Regions from separate parts of the Sus scrofa genome. Here region 1 is linked to region 2. The links are chromatin contacts, called in public Hi-C maps. All regions are on one chromosome and are shown on one strand. The core of a region is the stretch at or near the end of the contact, and the rest is flanking DNA. Distances in the headings are between cores, read along the strand shown.

What was found. A called contact is a pair of places that touch in the nucleus more often than the background predicts.
Region 1: a contact with region 2 is called in a Hi-C map of skeletal muscle, with 1.9 times the contacts expected there. The contact joins the enhancer-like site here to the promoter of SLC7A8 in region 2. A contact is called at or near these places in 7 of 47 Hi-C or Micro-C datasets (embryonic fibroblasts, epiblast stem cells, fetal skeletal muscle and 4 more) and 1 of 2 datasets of contacts at active chromatin or transcription factors (skeletal muscle).

The regions. Positions count from the first base shown.
Region 1 is chr7:75,974,474-75,981,281 of Sscrofa11.1, forward strand. ACIN1 (apoptotic chromatin condensation inducer in the nucleus) reads left to right here. Exons shown (of 19, transcript XM_021099243.1): 9 at 4,881-5,022. Among named protein-coding and RNA genes, the nearest start is that of CDH24, 14 kb to the right of the region's middle. Within about 2 kb of position 2,913, at least 71 of the 83 cell types and tissues checked have an H3K27ac peak or open chromatin away from gene starts, as enhancers often do. A contact at or near this core is called in embryonic fibroblasts, epiblast stem cells, fetal skeletal muscle and 3 more, where this site is marked.
Region 2 is chr7:75,848,457-75,856,151 of Sscrofa11.1, forward strand. SLC7A8 (large neutral amino acids transporter small subunit 2) reads left to right here and starts at 6,244. Exons shown (of 11, transcript XM_021099239.1): 1 at 6,244-7,341. The coding sequence starts at 7,203.

The sequences.
Region 1 (6,808 bases), core at 1,663-4,162, 120 kb after region 2:
AGTGATGGTAATTTTTTAGAAGTACAATTTGTTGTTATCACCAAGAGTTTGCTTATTGAGGAGTTGGTATCTAAGGACATACCCTCTAAAACCATACTGTCCTTAGTTATCTTGAAACTAGTATGCCTATCATGTTCCTGAGGGTATTATTTAAACCTCACTACCTAAAAGTAGTCAGATCCCACTGCTTCTTACTAAATTGCACAGCATGTCCTCAGCTCCTTGTGATTTTTCTATAACAACTACGGTTCAAACCTAAATGTCTACAGAAATTTCCTTTCCATTTGTTTCTCTGAATCTCATTTGTATTCAGATATGAACTGTAATATGGTGTTATTAGCCTCGAAGTAGTTCTTCTGAGCTGTAGATGTTTTGTGTGCTGTTTAATTATGAGTAGATATCACCCAACCCTAATCCCCATGCAATTTTACCTATTTTTCAAAGATACCAGAAACATTTGTACAAGAACTTAAATAGTGGGAAGAGAGTTGCCTTTTTTCTAAAAGGAATTACAAAGAAAAGCTCTGACATATAGCTAACAAGGCTTTGGGACTGGTCCTGCAAATAGATTGAGTAACCTTTTGGGACAATTTTGGGCTTCCTCTTTTTCTTATGAAAATAAAGTCTTAGGAATTCTTAGATCCCACAGATTTAATTGTGGGGAAATAGATAGCACAAACTTATTGTGTCTTAAGATGGTCAAGGGTAATGTAAAATTCTTATTCTTGAAAAAAATATTTCCATTAAAAGAAAATTCTTCCTCTAAGGAAGCCACTTTTGGAGAGGCATATTGGTCACTGAAAGCACTTTAGGATAGTTGATAGACAGGGAATACATACTTGAGGATATTTGAAGGTAACGTTTCTTTATAGGGTAACAGTCTCTTTGGGAATTTTATCCAAAGATACTTCTTAAGGAGAAAACTTTCAGTTTAGCAGCCATTTATTAAAGTATCCACTTGGCGTTCTTGTCGTGGTGCAGCAGAAACTGAATCTGACTAGGAACCATGAGGTTTCGGGTTCAGTCCCTGGCTTTGCTCAGTGGGTTAAGGATCTGGCGTTGGCATGAGCTGTGGTGCAAGTTGCAGACGCAGCTCAGATCTGACTGTTGCTGTGGTGTAGGCCGGCGGCTACAGCTCCTATTAGACTCCTAGCCTGGGAACCTCCATGTGCCTGGGGTGCGGCCCCCAAAAAAAGACAAAAAAAAATTTTTTTTTTTTAAGTATCCACTTGGTATCCATAGTGACAGCCTAATTGGGAAATACTGAGCCTTCCTTTGTGTTAGGCCCTGAGCTAGGGGTCAAAGGATGCAGTCTTTGAAACTGCAGCATGGGGGTGAGGGGCAAGAAAACTAGGGTTATTATAAGTGATGAGGGTGTGGCTGAGAACCTGTCGTACCATTTAGTGCCTTTACATCAGGGAATAGGCAGTTTCTCTTTGAGGACATTCCAAAAAAAAAAAAAAAAAAAAATCTCCATAGGTGGCATCGAAAGAGATAATGGCCTATTTAAATGTACATGTGTTTTATGCATATCCTTACCTTGATTTGGGGTGTCTTCCAAGCCAGACTCTTCAGAGCCAGTCCTTATCACACAGTTTCATGAGATAAGTACTGTTATTACCCACACTTGACAGATTAAGAAACTGATACACAGAGAGGATCAGGAACTCACCCAGTATCACACTAGTGTGGGGGTGGGCTGGGGCCTGAATTGAGCCCTAACCAATTTGACTCCAGAACTCTCAATCTCTCTGCAGACAGGGACCACTAAGTGAAAAGAAACTTTAATGTGAGGTATAAACATGATTCCTTTAGCATGAAGTTGTGTAAATTTAAGATTTTAAGCAGCAGGGAGGAAACTTCAGTCCTGGTTAAAAGTTCTGGTATTACAAATAATAATACCAAGTTTTTGGTTAAAGCTTGTATTAGTGTTAAACCTTTACTGGCATTAGGATACTAAAGCAGCCAACAAATGAACATTTTTGGGCAAACTCGGAGTGCTTTTTTGAATGGGTAGAGTCAGCTTCCCCTTTTACATTTAGTCAGAAGATACCTGTAATTAATAATTTCCATTTAGTTCCCAGTCACTTTTTGCCCACCAGATCAACCCCCGTGCCCCCCACCCCCAGCCCCAATAGCACTTCTCTCACTTCAGTTTCTTATCTGCTTCAGAGCCCTCACTTTGGAGCCCTTGCTCCAAGAAGTGGCCTTTGTGCTTCAGCTATCCGAGGTCCCTTTGCCCTGTTTATCCTTTTCCTTTATGGCTCCAGCAGACCCTGGGGCAGGGTGACCTTATTAAAGACTCTGTGAAACAAGGTTGTCTGTCATCTCTTTGGAGACACCTCTCCCCTCCTCTGCTGCTAATTCTGAAAGGCACTCTGCTTATCCACTCCTTCCATCTCAAAGAAAGGACTGGTTGGAGTAGGAACACGTGGCCATTGCTCCCATTGCTCAGGGTCAGCAACCGGTTACTGTATGGTGATTGGGTAGTGCCAAATCTCATCCCACCTCCCCACCTTGAAGCAGCTGATCTTGTTTCAGTGTTCCGTGCCTCCCCTCTTGGATAGAGGAAGGTGGGCATATTAAAAATTGCTCATGGCCCTCCACTCTGTCTCTTTCCAACTTTGCCTTTGTTATCTTCTTAGCATTTTAAACTCACTCCCAGCTCGGCTGTTTCCTTTCCTTCTATTTTCGGGGTTCTTCCAAGCAAGCAGCTGTAACTTTGTCCTCTCCACCCAGCCCCCTCACCCGCCCCCAGGGAAACAAGGAGAGAGTACCCTCTCCCTGTGGGGTTAGGCTTCAGTGGTTGTAACCCGAGAAAAGAAGGAAAAAGGCCAGGCCTATGAGCCAGCAGTGAGCTCAGAGCGGCCTGCCAGAGGCTGAGAACCTTGCTCACTCAGCGCCTCCCTCTTTTCTTTCCCCTCCCCTGCTGCAGCAGGGCCCTCCCCCATCCGCACACACGGGCTGCTGGGTAAGTGGCAAGATGGCTCCCCTGCATGTCTCCGGCTGATCGCCGCCGCTCCGCCAATACAATAGAGCCAGCCACTACCAGCAGCCTGGCCCTCTTCCTCCTCCTTCTCCGGAGAGACCAAGCCAGCTGAATTCGGGGTTTGCCGTGAGGACTTAACGCTTATCTCTTAAAAGCCAGATCTATTTTAACCTCCCCTCACCACCACCACCACCACCACCACCACCTCCCTTTCCATTTACCGTTTTTTGGATCCCCAGTTGCTACATCTTGATTTTCTCTCTCTGGATCGGGTGGCTGGGGAGGAGGTGGTGGGATCTTGGGGCAAGGAAGGTGTTTTGTTTTTTTAATTTTTTGGGATTTTTTTGTTTGGTTTTTGTTATTTCTTCCATTCCAGAAAGGGATAAACAGCACTTCCAGGGGGAGAAAAAAAATCATGTTATCAGAAAGCAAAGAAGGGTGAGAGCTGCACATTTCCATGTATCCCTTTTCCCTACTGCTCTGGCCCACCCCATCTCCCTTCTCTTCCCCATGGCTTTCATTCTGTCTTTCGTTTTGGTTTGTTTTAATCATTCTGCTTTCCCCCTTTGTCCTTCCTGCTTGATTTCTAATTGGCCCCACTTGCCCTCTCTGTGTGGGAAATAGGTATTTTTTGGATAAGCTTTTTCTTTAGATTTAGGCAGTTGAATCTCGTGTTTCTGTGGGTGCCTATTAGCTGGGGGCACAGTTCCGATTTTCCCCTCCCCACTTCCTGTGCATCTCTCCCTGCCTGCTCTGGGGAGGCTGTTCTGACCTCTGAGTGTCAGTCAGCCTGTCGAGAATGCCAAATTTTCTGTTGGTAGTTATCAACCTGGGGAGACTTGGTTTCTCCTCTCCTGAGATTTAGGCCCTCGATCATCTTGATTTGATCCCCCCACACAGTGTTTGGATGGTAATGGGGGTGAGATTGGAGATAGAAGTTAGGGGTTAAGACAGAAAAAAAGAAAATGGGAAGGTAGTTTATCTGAAGTGAACCTCTGGGATCTATTGCCTGCAGTGGGAGCTAACTTGTGTGATTCAGTGGGGTAGGGGAGTGGGTTCGGTGTTTGTGGGGGGAGATGCATGGTGTGGGGGAGGGTGTGTCCTGACTGGGAGGCCTGCTCTCTTTATCTTTTGGAAGTTGGAATGAGGGAGTGGGAGAAACTGGGCGAAAGCCGAATGTAAGAACAGTTCCTACACCTCTGAGCAGGTAAAAGTGGTCTGGTTCTTTGAGCTTTCATACTATGTCCGGCAGTTTTCATTTTTCCTTTTGGATTAGAGAGGGTCCTTGTTGAAGCTTACCCCCTCACCAGCCCTGCTCTCCCTGCAGCCCTGCCCCCACCATTTCTCCATTCCTGGTGTGTCCAGATCCCGTTGGTCAGCAGACTTTACTTACTAAGCAGTTGATTAAACACAAGGTTGGGATCATTTGCCACAGCCCTCGTTGTTCTTTCTCGTCTTTTTAAGGAATCGGACTTCCCTTAGTTTCTCATGCAATTTGGTTAAATAAAGGTGCCTGTGGCCAAGGGCTAGGGAGGCCCTGGGGTTGTGGGCAAATCACAGTCACTTCTGAGGGACTGTTTTCGGAGAGATGTGTCTCTCCTCTTCATATAAGGGTACTCTGGCGAATTACCTCAGAACAGTTGGAGTCCCAACCCCACATGCCACAGCTTTATCCCATCTGGGCAGTGAGTGGATGTGGTTGCTGTGATCTGTGCTCTTTCCCTGAGGAAGATGGGGGCAAGGTCTCTAGTCTGATCTGAAAAGCAGCCCTCCCAATCCCACCCAAGTGATGAGGCATGGGAGTTTCCTTGACCTAAAACCTAACGTCTTGTTCTCTCTTCCCCTTGGTTCTTTCCTGCCCTTCCCTCTCAACCTCACCCCATACTGACAGTGAGGAGAAGGAGGAAGTGACCATGGACACAAGTGAAAACAGACCTGAAAATGAGGTTCCAGAGCCCCCCATGCCTATTGCAGACCAAGTCAGCAATGATGACCGCCCAGAGGGCAGTGCAGAGGATGAGGAGAAGAAAGAGGTAAATATTCAAGCCACCTGCTCGGGTGGGTGGGCAGGAGTGGACCTGGGGGAAAGAGTAGACCACTCTGGTGATCCCTCTTACACAGTGGGATAGCTTAAAGAAGGGACTAGGCAAAGACTTGGATCAGGATAGGGCCAAGGGAGAATTCGCTGGTTTAGTAAGGGAGACCCCTTGTGATGGGGACAGGGCTCATTCATTCCCCTTTCCTTGTTGGGAAAGTAATGCAGTGCAGAGTCTTGGAAGTTTGTAATCACTGGGAAAGTTATCTAAAACCCTTTATCTAAAACCCAGGCTCAGCTTTCCCTGCCACCTTTTCTAGCTTCTCCCTGTGTTAACCCCTTTAGCTTTCCCTCCTTTTTAAAAGTGTGTTGGAGCTCAACGCCATCTAGTGGGCTTTGGTGGTTCTCAGCTGACCACCATGCTGAGGAATTTTTGTTCCTCATCTGCCCCCCAGTGGTCTCGTTGCAGAGATGTAGCTACTTAGAAGCCACCACCTGAAGGCCCCTTCCCCATTTTTGTGACCCCTCTACTTTTTGGCGTATGTAGTGTGTCCTGCACCCAATTCAGGGGACTCCCCCCGTCAGAGCCAGCGAAGTCTTCTTGGCTCTTAAAGTAATTAGAGAATGGATTAGCTGGGTTTGGGAGTAGGGTAACAGGGTGGGAGGGACTGTTGTGTGTGTAGCCTTTCTTTGGTGTGTGTTGCGGGGGTGGGGGCCGGTGAAAGTGATTTGATGTGCAGAATATTATTTATTACAAGGTCCTTCTTCCCCGTAAAACTTTGTCCAAGTACCTCATGTACGGTAATCCGCCCGTAAAATATAACCCTGCCCAACTGGCCAATCGCTGATGCCGCCTCTTCCTCTGGACCCACCCGCTGCTACTGAGCTGCCCAGTCAGAGCTGAGTCTGCTATCCAGGTGTCTTGGCCAGAGGGGGGCATGTGTATGGGATCCTGTGATGGGCCCCCTTTTGCCTCCCTGCCTTGCTTACATCAGGGGGCCAAGAAGAGCACTGTTCTGGAGAGACTTGTATTGAGAAAGCAAAAAGCATTTGGAAAGGGGTGGACTTGCATCATCTCCCTCTTTGGGACACCCCAAGAAGAGCTTGTGTCAGTGCTGGGGCGCCTGCTCATATGCCCTTGCCCTTTTGAGGACTGTGGGTTGCCTTGTTTGCTACAGACTGTTGGGATCCCCATCTAGGGCACCAAGACCTCCTAAAGAGTCAATCTTTGTGATCACAGTGCCATGCTGTAAAATACCGAGTGGGGCTCTCGGCTTAAGCTGTGACGACTAGGAACCCTGCAGAGAAGTCTAGGGTCTGAGCCCAGGGATTTAATGCTGATGACAGCCCAGCCATGTATCACCACTTGCTCATCAGATGGACTTTCCTTTGGTCCCTGTTGTCCATGGTGAAGGGCAGCATGTTGGTTGCTCCAGCTTCTCCTCCATCCCTGGAGGCAGGGGCTCATCCATCCACCTGACTGGAACCACTGTCTCAGCTGGAGTCCCTGAGGAGATGCCACACACCACTCTCAGAAGAAAAGTATTGTGACCTTGCTGCTGAATGTGTGCCAGGTCCTGGGGCTATCCACCTACTACCCCAGGCTGCCTTCAACAGCGGCTCCATGATCCCACTCGGTGAGAGGACCCCCTCCCCAAGTTACAGGCAGAGGAGAAAGGGACTCTGGAGTCATCACCTGGATTCCAAGTATTGGGTGGTGGTATTGCTGCAGCTTGCCACTGGTGGACATAGGGTCCTGCCTGCTTCTCACGATAAAAGGCCAG
Region 2 (7,695 bases), core at 4,994-7,493:
CACGGCAACGTAGGATCTGAGCCGTGTCTGCGACCTACACCACAGCTCACAGCAACGCCGGATCCTTAACCCAACTGAGCAAGGCCAGGGATTGAACCCACAACCTCATGGTTCCTGGTCGGATTCGTTAACTACTGCGCCACCACGGGAACTCCTGTGGGATTTTTTTTTTGTCTTTTTTTTTTTTTTTTTTTTGTCTTTTCTAGGGCCGCATCCATGGCATATGGAGGTTCCCAGGTTAGGGATCTAATCAGAGCTGTAGCCACTGGCCTACACCACAGCCACAGCAACACAGGATCCAAGCCTCATCTGTGACCTACACCACAGCTCACGGCAACGCTGGATCCTTTAACCCACTGAGTGAGGCCAGGGATTGAACCCACAACCTCATGGTTCCTAGTCGGATTCGTTAACCACTGAGCCATGACGGGAACTCATCTATTTTCTCATCACAAAACAACAGGCAAGGATATTAACTGAAAGTGAGAACTTAGGGGATGGTGTTGGTTTGCAGGGAGGAAGAGACAAGTGGAAGGGATGATGACCACGGCAGGATTGCTGAGCAGTGTTGAGGGCCTATTTGAAATCTGTGCTCTGTGAGAAATGACCCCTTTTTTTTGTTTTTAATGGTTGCACCCTTGCCATGTGGAATTTCCTGGGCCAGGGATAGAATCTGAGCTACAGGAGTTCCCGTCATGGCGCAGTGGTTAACGAATCCGACTAGGAACCATGAGGTTGCGGGTTCGGTCCCTGCCCTTGCTCAGTGGGTTAACGATCCGGCGTTGCCGTGAGCTGTGGTGTAGATTACAGACGCGGCTCAGATCCTGCGTTGCTGTGGCTCTGGCGTAGGCTGGTGGCCACAGCTCTGATTAGACCCCTAGCCTGGGAACCTCCATATGCCGCGGGAGCGGCCAAAGAAATAGCAAAAAGACAAAAAAAAAAAAAAAAAGAATCTGAGCTACAGCCGCAACCTACACCATAGCTGCAGCAACGCTGGATCCTTAACCCACTGCACCAGGGTGGGAAGTCCTGAGAAATAATCTTTAAGTAAAACCTTGGATGGTGTTTTCAATTTCTTTTTTTTTTCTTTTTTTTGTATGTGTTTTTCTCCTCTTTCCACAATCCAGTCCCTCTCTAGGCACATCATGCTACAGTTAATCAGCACACCAGTTCATTAGTCATTATGTAATTTATTTACTTATTATGCATTAATGCACATCACCATTCATTCATTCTTTCATTCAATCGTATGTATTGAGTGCCAGGCACAACTTCAGGCACTAGGGTTATAGCAGTGAACAAAACAAATCTCTGACCGCAGGGAACTTGTCTTCCATATCTTAAAAAGACAAGAGCCCTCAGCTTTGGTATACATGAATCCTCAGTGAAAACCAATTACAAGGTGGAAGCTTCCATATTTAAGTCCTTAGAACTGAAATCATCTAAATCCTTAAAAAGAATACCAAGGCCCATGACGGATGGCCCAGCAAAGGAGTTAAGGACGTGCAGCCCGCCTCAGAGAATGCATCTTTATTTCTTTCCCACTAGTGCTAGGCTGGCTTCATGGAATCTGGCCAAGTGCAGCAGACAGAAGAGTAATCTGCTGGAATTTTTGTCTCTAGTGTCAGAGCAAGGATTCATCATTATCTCCAGAAGAGCATGAATTAATGGACCATCCTAATAAAACAGAGACTGTGCCATCCAAATTCTCAGGACTACATAAACTCTAGAAGACACTATTTCCTTTGAACTTAGGAATATGTCCAAAAGGCAAACAGAACATACCCCCAAAAAGGCTTATTACTGAGGGCACTTCATCATTTCATCTTCCTTCCTTTCTTACCTGTTTTGACCTTTTCTTTCTCCTTCTTTGTTCACTAATTTTCATCGGCTTTCCCTTTTTTCCCCTTAACCTGCAAGGCCACCAGGGAACTCCTACTTTCCATTTTTAATGAAATAAAAGCTCTTAGAACCACTAGTTCAGGAAGCCACTGTTTGACTATAGGCAGTGGTCACTAGATCACTAGGAAGAAAGCTGGCTTTAACTGAAGTCAGTGTTTCCTTCTGACTCTGGGCAGGTGGGTGTAAGAATACCGGAGTAGGAGAAGGAGAATGCTGGAGTTCCCTCTGGGAAGAGATTTAGGTTCTCTGTTAAGTGACCTCAGACCTCAAAGCTCTGTTATAAGGAACAAGAATAGGAGTTCCCCGTCGTGGCACAGTGGAAACGAATCCGACTAGGAACCATGAGGTTGTGGGTTCAATCCATGGCCTTACTCAGTGGGTTAAGGATCCGGTGTTGCAGTGAGCTTCGGTGTACGTTGCAGACATGACTTGGCTCTGGCATAGGCCGGAAGCCACAGCTCCGACTGGACCCCTAGCCTGGGAACCTCCATATGCCATGAGAGCGGCCCTAAAAGGACAAAAGCCAAAAAAAAAAAAAAAAAAAAAAAAAAAAAGGAACAAGAATAAAATATTTGGGAGTTCCCTGGTGGCTCAGCTGGTTAAGGATCCAGTGTTGTCACTGCTGTGGCATGGGTTCAATCCCTGGCCTGGGAACTTCCACATGCTTCAGGCATGGCCAAAAAAATAATTTTTAAAAAAGAAGAAAATGCTTCTCTTTTGGGTCCAGAAAAAAGAAATCAAGAATGGAGTGAATGTGCTTTGTGCCCTATTTCTTTGCATTAACCGATACTTATCTGCTGTTTCAAAAAGGAAGTACTGAAACATGACATTGCTTTTGTCCAACTATTATACAAGTTGCATGCCCCCATGCCATATCCCTCTTTGTGCTGTAGATGTCAGCCTCACACAGCCGTTCTCTTCCTGAGTCCAGATTCCTAAGAAAAAGACACTCTTACCCTTTCCCTGGTTAAAAAGATCAATTTCTTCCCATTGTAAGCGTGAAAAACAACAGCAGCCAGTCACCCAGGTATTGGAAACTGGCCAAACTGAGGACTTTGGGTAGGGGTGACGAATGGAGGGGCAGCAGGCAGATTAAGACCCATGGGTCTCACTGAACAGAGTTAGGTGTGGCATGAAGTTGGGTCTCTAGCAGCACCATTCTGATAAACTCAAGAAGATGTGGTCACGGCCCTGATCAAAGGTCTTCTGTTTCCCTCTGGTGAAAGAAGCTGGGGTATCAGCAAGTAGCTCTAGTGTCCTGGGAAAAGATCTTGATAGCCATGAGTAGATTAGGTGTCTTATCTTTGTCCTCAGGTAAGACATTGCTCTGAGCCTCAGCTTCTTAATCTTTAAAATAGGGAAAAAAATAACAGCCTTGTCTACCCAAAGTATTTAAAGAGGAAAAAAAATCGAGATATTGTGCAGAAAAGTTTGCAGACTACGATGTACTATGTAAATGTAGACAGTAGAATAAAAATTATAAAGGCAAATATAGAATAATGAATAAAAAAGAATTCAGTGCTTAAAATTTAATAACCTTTAGTTATGTCTATAGATTTTTCTCAATATGTCACCCGGTGACTTTATTTATTTATTTATTTTCTTTTTAGGGCCGCACCCGAAGCATTTGGAAGTTCCCAGGTGAGGGGCCGACATAGAGCTAAAGCTGCTGGCCTACACCACAGCCACAGCAACTCAGGATCCGAAAGGAATCTTCGAACTACACCACAGCTCATGGCAACACAGGATCCTTAACCCACTGAGCAAGGCCAAAGATCAAACCCAAGTCCTCATGGTTACTAGTTGGATTTGTTTCCCCTGCACCACAAGGGGGAACTCCCACATGGTGACTTTTCTTTCTCTCCTATGTTCAATGTTAGCCATGTGGAATTTTGACACACTTAGTATATTTATTTCACAATATGATCCCAACCTGAAGTGAGCTGTATAATATGAACGAACGGTCCTGTTGAAGAGGGGCAGTGGGGAGCGGGGAGACTCTTTTTCAAGCTTTTACATTGCACCATTAATTGACAGTCATAAGCCACTTATAAACACCAAGGGCTAGAGAAATAGAAATAGTAATCTTCAGCAACCCTGTCTTCCCAACTGAGTGTGCTTAATACACAGCTACCTGAGCCATGGCGGCGACAACGCCAGATCCTTAACCCACTGAGCCACAAGGGAATTCCCCCCTTAAGCTATTTAGTTCTTAAAAATGAGATGGCTGGAGTTCCCTTCATGGCGCAGTGGTTAACGAATCTGACTAGGAACCATGAGGTTGCAGGTTCGATCCCTGGCCTTGCTCAGTGGGTTAAAGGATCCGGCGTTGCCCTGAGCTGTGGTGTAGGCTGCAGACACGGCTCGGATCCTACGTTGCTGTGGCTCTGGTGTAGGCCGGTGGCTACAACTCCGATTCAACCTCTAGCCTGGGAACCTCCACATGCCGTGGGAGCGGCCCTAGATAAAGCAAAACAAAACAAAACAAACAAACAAACAAACAAAAAATAAAGTCTCTGAAAAAAAAAAATGAGATGGCTAAAGAGAAAAAAAAAAATGGAGTTCCTGCCGTGGCTCAGTGGTTAACGAATTTGACTAGGAACAATAAGGTTGAGGGTTTGATTCCTGGCCTGGCTCAGTGGGTTAAGGATCTGGCGTTGCCATGAGCTGTGGTGTAGGTCACAGATGCAGCTCAGATCCCGTGGTGCTGTGGCTCTGGCGTAGGCCGGTGGCTACTGCTCCAATTAGACCCCTAACCTGGGAATCTGCATATGCCGCAAGTGCGGCCCTAGAAAAGACGAAAAGACAAAAGTCAACAACAACAACAAAAATGAGATGGCTAAAGCTTACCACATTGTGATCAGTTAGCACCAGTTTTTGGCAAGAGACCTCAAATTTACCACATTCATGTTTTAGCCCATATTAAATCTACATGATGTAGATTAGAAATACATTACTGAAAGAACTCATGTTCAAGAGCAGAAAGGTCATTTGTTTTATACCTTGATGTTGAAATCTGGGCAGAAATCTTCAAATCAGATTGTTGATGCTTTCTGATGCCAGGAAAGGCCAAAAGCAAATCAAATTTTTTTCATTTCCCATGACTCATTCCCTCCCATGGAGTTTTGTGCTATATATTCCCTTCCTTGCCTGTTCTTTTTTGTTTAAAATTCTTTTTACATCACCACCCTCCATCTTTTTTTTTTGCTGATGCTTTCAGTTTGCTGTATCTTGGACTGCAGAAGGAGAAGTAGTTTAAGTTCCAACCTTTGAAACCTCTTAATACTTGCTGAGTGGTGAGTGGTCAAGGGGTGAAGTGGAAAAGATTGCTGATTGAACTTACCACATTTGGAAAAGCCCTTCTTACAATAGCTCAACCATCCCTGCTGTAAAGAATTAAGTATTTATTTTCCTTAAAATCCAAAATATTTTGGAACATTCTCCAGAAAATGATGCCCACTTTCTGTACTTAGTGGACAGCTTGAGGAACTTTATTTTTCAGACCCACTTTAAACCCAAGTTCCTTTTGTATAATGTATGTCATGCAGATTCAAAATGATTTCATTTTAGATTTATAGTGTTGGTTATCTGCTCTATTGCTTCTTGCGGTTTTTTCAAACTTCTTTGCAATTATCAATAGACAGCATTGATCTCGTGTAAGGCAGTAGTTTCTGAGTAAAATTCTTCACAGAAGCCAAGACACAATATCAATATGGAAATAAGTTAGTCAACTCATCATCAACATCAACAATTTGCTTCATGATCAGAGAGATACTAACGCCCCACCCCCTCTTTCATCTGCCTTTCTAATAGGCTATAGATGCAAAAATATTAGAAGCTATGAAAGCCCTCATGCCACCAGATTTTGCGTCATTCTTTCCTGGGACCCTGGTGGGAGTCTTTTTTTTCTCTCCGTTTCAGCTAACACAAAATAAACAGCTGTGAACAGTGAGGTTACCACCTCTTCCTGGTAATTTTATTTCCACTATACTCTTCACAGCTGCTCACAATTATACTAAATGAAGCTCTTTTCCGTTATTCTTAATTCTTTCCATTCTCCTCTCCCACCCTTGATTTCCTCCTATTTTCAGATACTTGAAGATAAATGTCCCTACAGCCTTGCCTGCCCTACAGCCTTCTCTCCTGTTTCCTCAAATCATCCAGACATAAATATTTTAATACATTCACAGTGTATTTCTGATGGCACTAAAGCGCCTGCACAACGGATCCCTTATTTATAAAGCCCACATCTGCTGAATGACCTGTAACGCTATACTAGCTCGTGAACTCTCCATGAACAGTCGACCTGGAAGGATTTTACTTCCACTACTTACAAAGAGAAAGATGGAGAAAAGAGAGTCGATCGATTACAAAGAGAAAGCTTTTAATCCATCTTTTCGGTGATCTTTGGGGGCTGCGAGCCGGTATTTAAATTGAACAGGAGGAGGAGACGGAGGATGGATAGAACCGAGGAGGTGGGGGCGGAGCTAGCTCAGCACATAAAACCCCTTGCTTGCTAGAAGGGAAGCACGTTCGTTTGTGCCTGAGCCACTCGTCTGTGACCACGAGAGATGGGGCAGCCTGTGCCTTGAGGACGAAGATCTGAAGAAGGAAAACAGGGACGAGAAAACCAGCCAGATAGAGGAGGACCTCTGGAGAAAGCGGAAGGCAGGAGACGGGGAGGGGAAAGGAACCCACGCCAGGTGGAAACAGGACCTAGAGCAAACCGGTCGGGTCTACAGTTGTTTTTCTGGAAGAGAAGAAAGTACCGGAGGATTGCCTTTTTTTCCCTTAAGTTAATGAAAACTACTTTTATCCTCATCATAAAAGAAAAGGCTTAAGGGGAGGTAAAGACAATCTGTTTTCTTAGGGGGAGAGCTGAGGGAAATCCAGACTATCTCTTTGAAGCGTCTGAAATAAGCCGCTGCTTGGTATAGATTGCAGAACGGTCCTGGTTTTTGAAGAGCCACATCCCTTTCAGGAGAATTCCAGCCGGAGTAGCTAGTACAGTTCTATTTTTATATTTAAATGTCTATGTCTCTTCCCCCCTCTTTTAACAACACTTTCTTTGTTTGTAAGCACGAGTAACAAGAAAGTGCCAAGACAGTAGGAATTTTTTCATTTTTTTCTTTTACCTGCCTGGGTCTTTTTTTATTTTTTTATTTTTTAAGAGGGTAGGAATGGTCTTTTTCTCGGAAAAGGACATTTCCATGTGAAAGGCTCTCTCTCTAAATATATTTACACCCGTATGCATTTAGAAAGAGAGATACCTTTCGGAGGTTGAAATCCTACTGAGAAACATGGAAAAAGGAGCCAGGCAACGAAACAACACTGAAAAGAACCACCCAGGTGGGAGCAAGTCGGAGACTGGTTCTGGAGAGGGCGGAGTGGCCCTGAAGAAAGAGATTGGATTGGTCAGTGCTTGTGGTATCATTGTAGGTGAGTCCAATTCCTTTTCCCACCGACCACTCCTCCCCCTGTCTGGTGGTCCTCTTGCAGAACCTTAACCCCTCACCTCCCCCCAACCTTCCTAAAGCACTGTTTCTGCTTCCTACTCCCTTAGACAAGGGTTGTCACTCACCTGTGCTATAAACTACCCCACTGGTCACGTTTGAGAGATGCAGGAAGCATTGTATGTCCTACTTCTCTTTCTCCAAATGAGGCTGAGCAGTTCTGTCCAGTGCTGATGAATGGAGCAAATAGGGGACACACACCTGGTCAGTGCTGATGGTCAGTGTTGCCTGGAAGCTTGTTGAAAATAGAGGTCTCTGGGCTCCACTCTTGCAGCTTGCA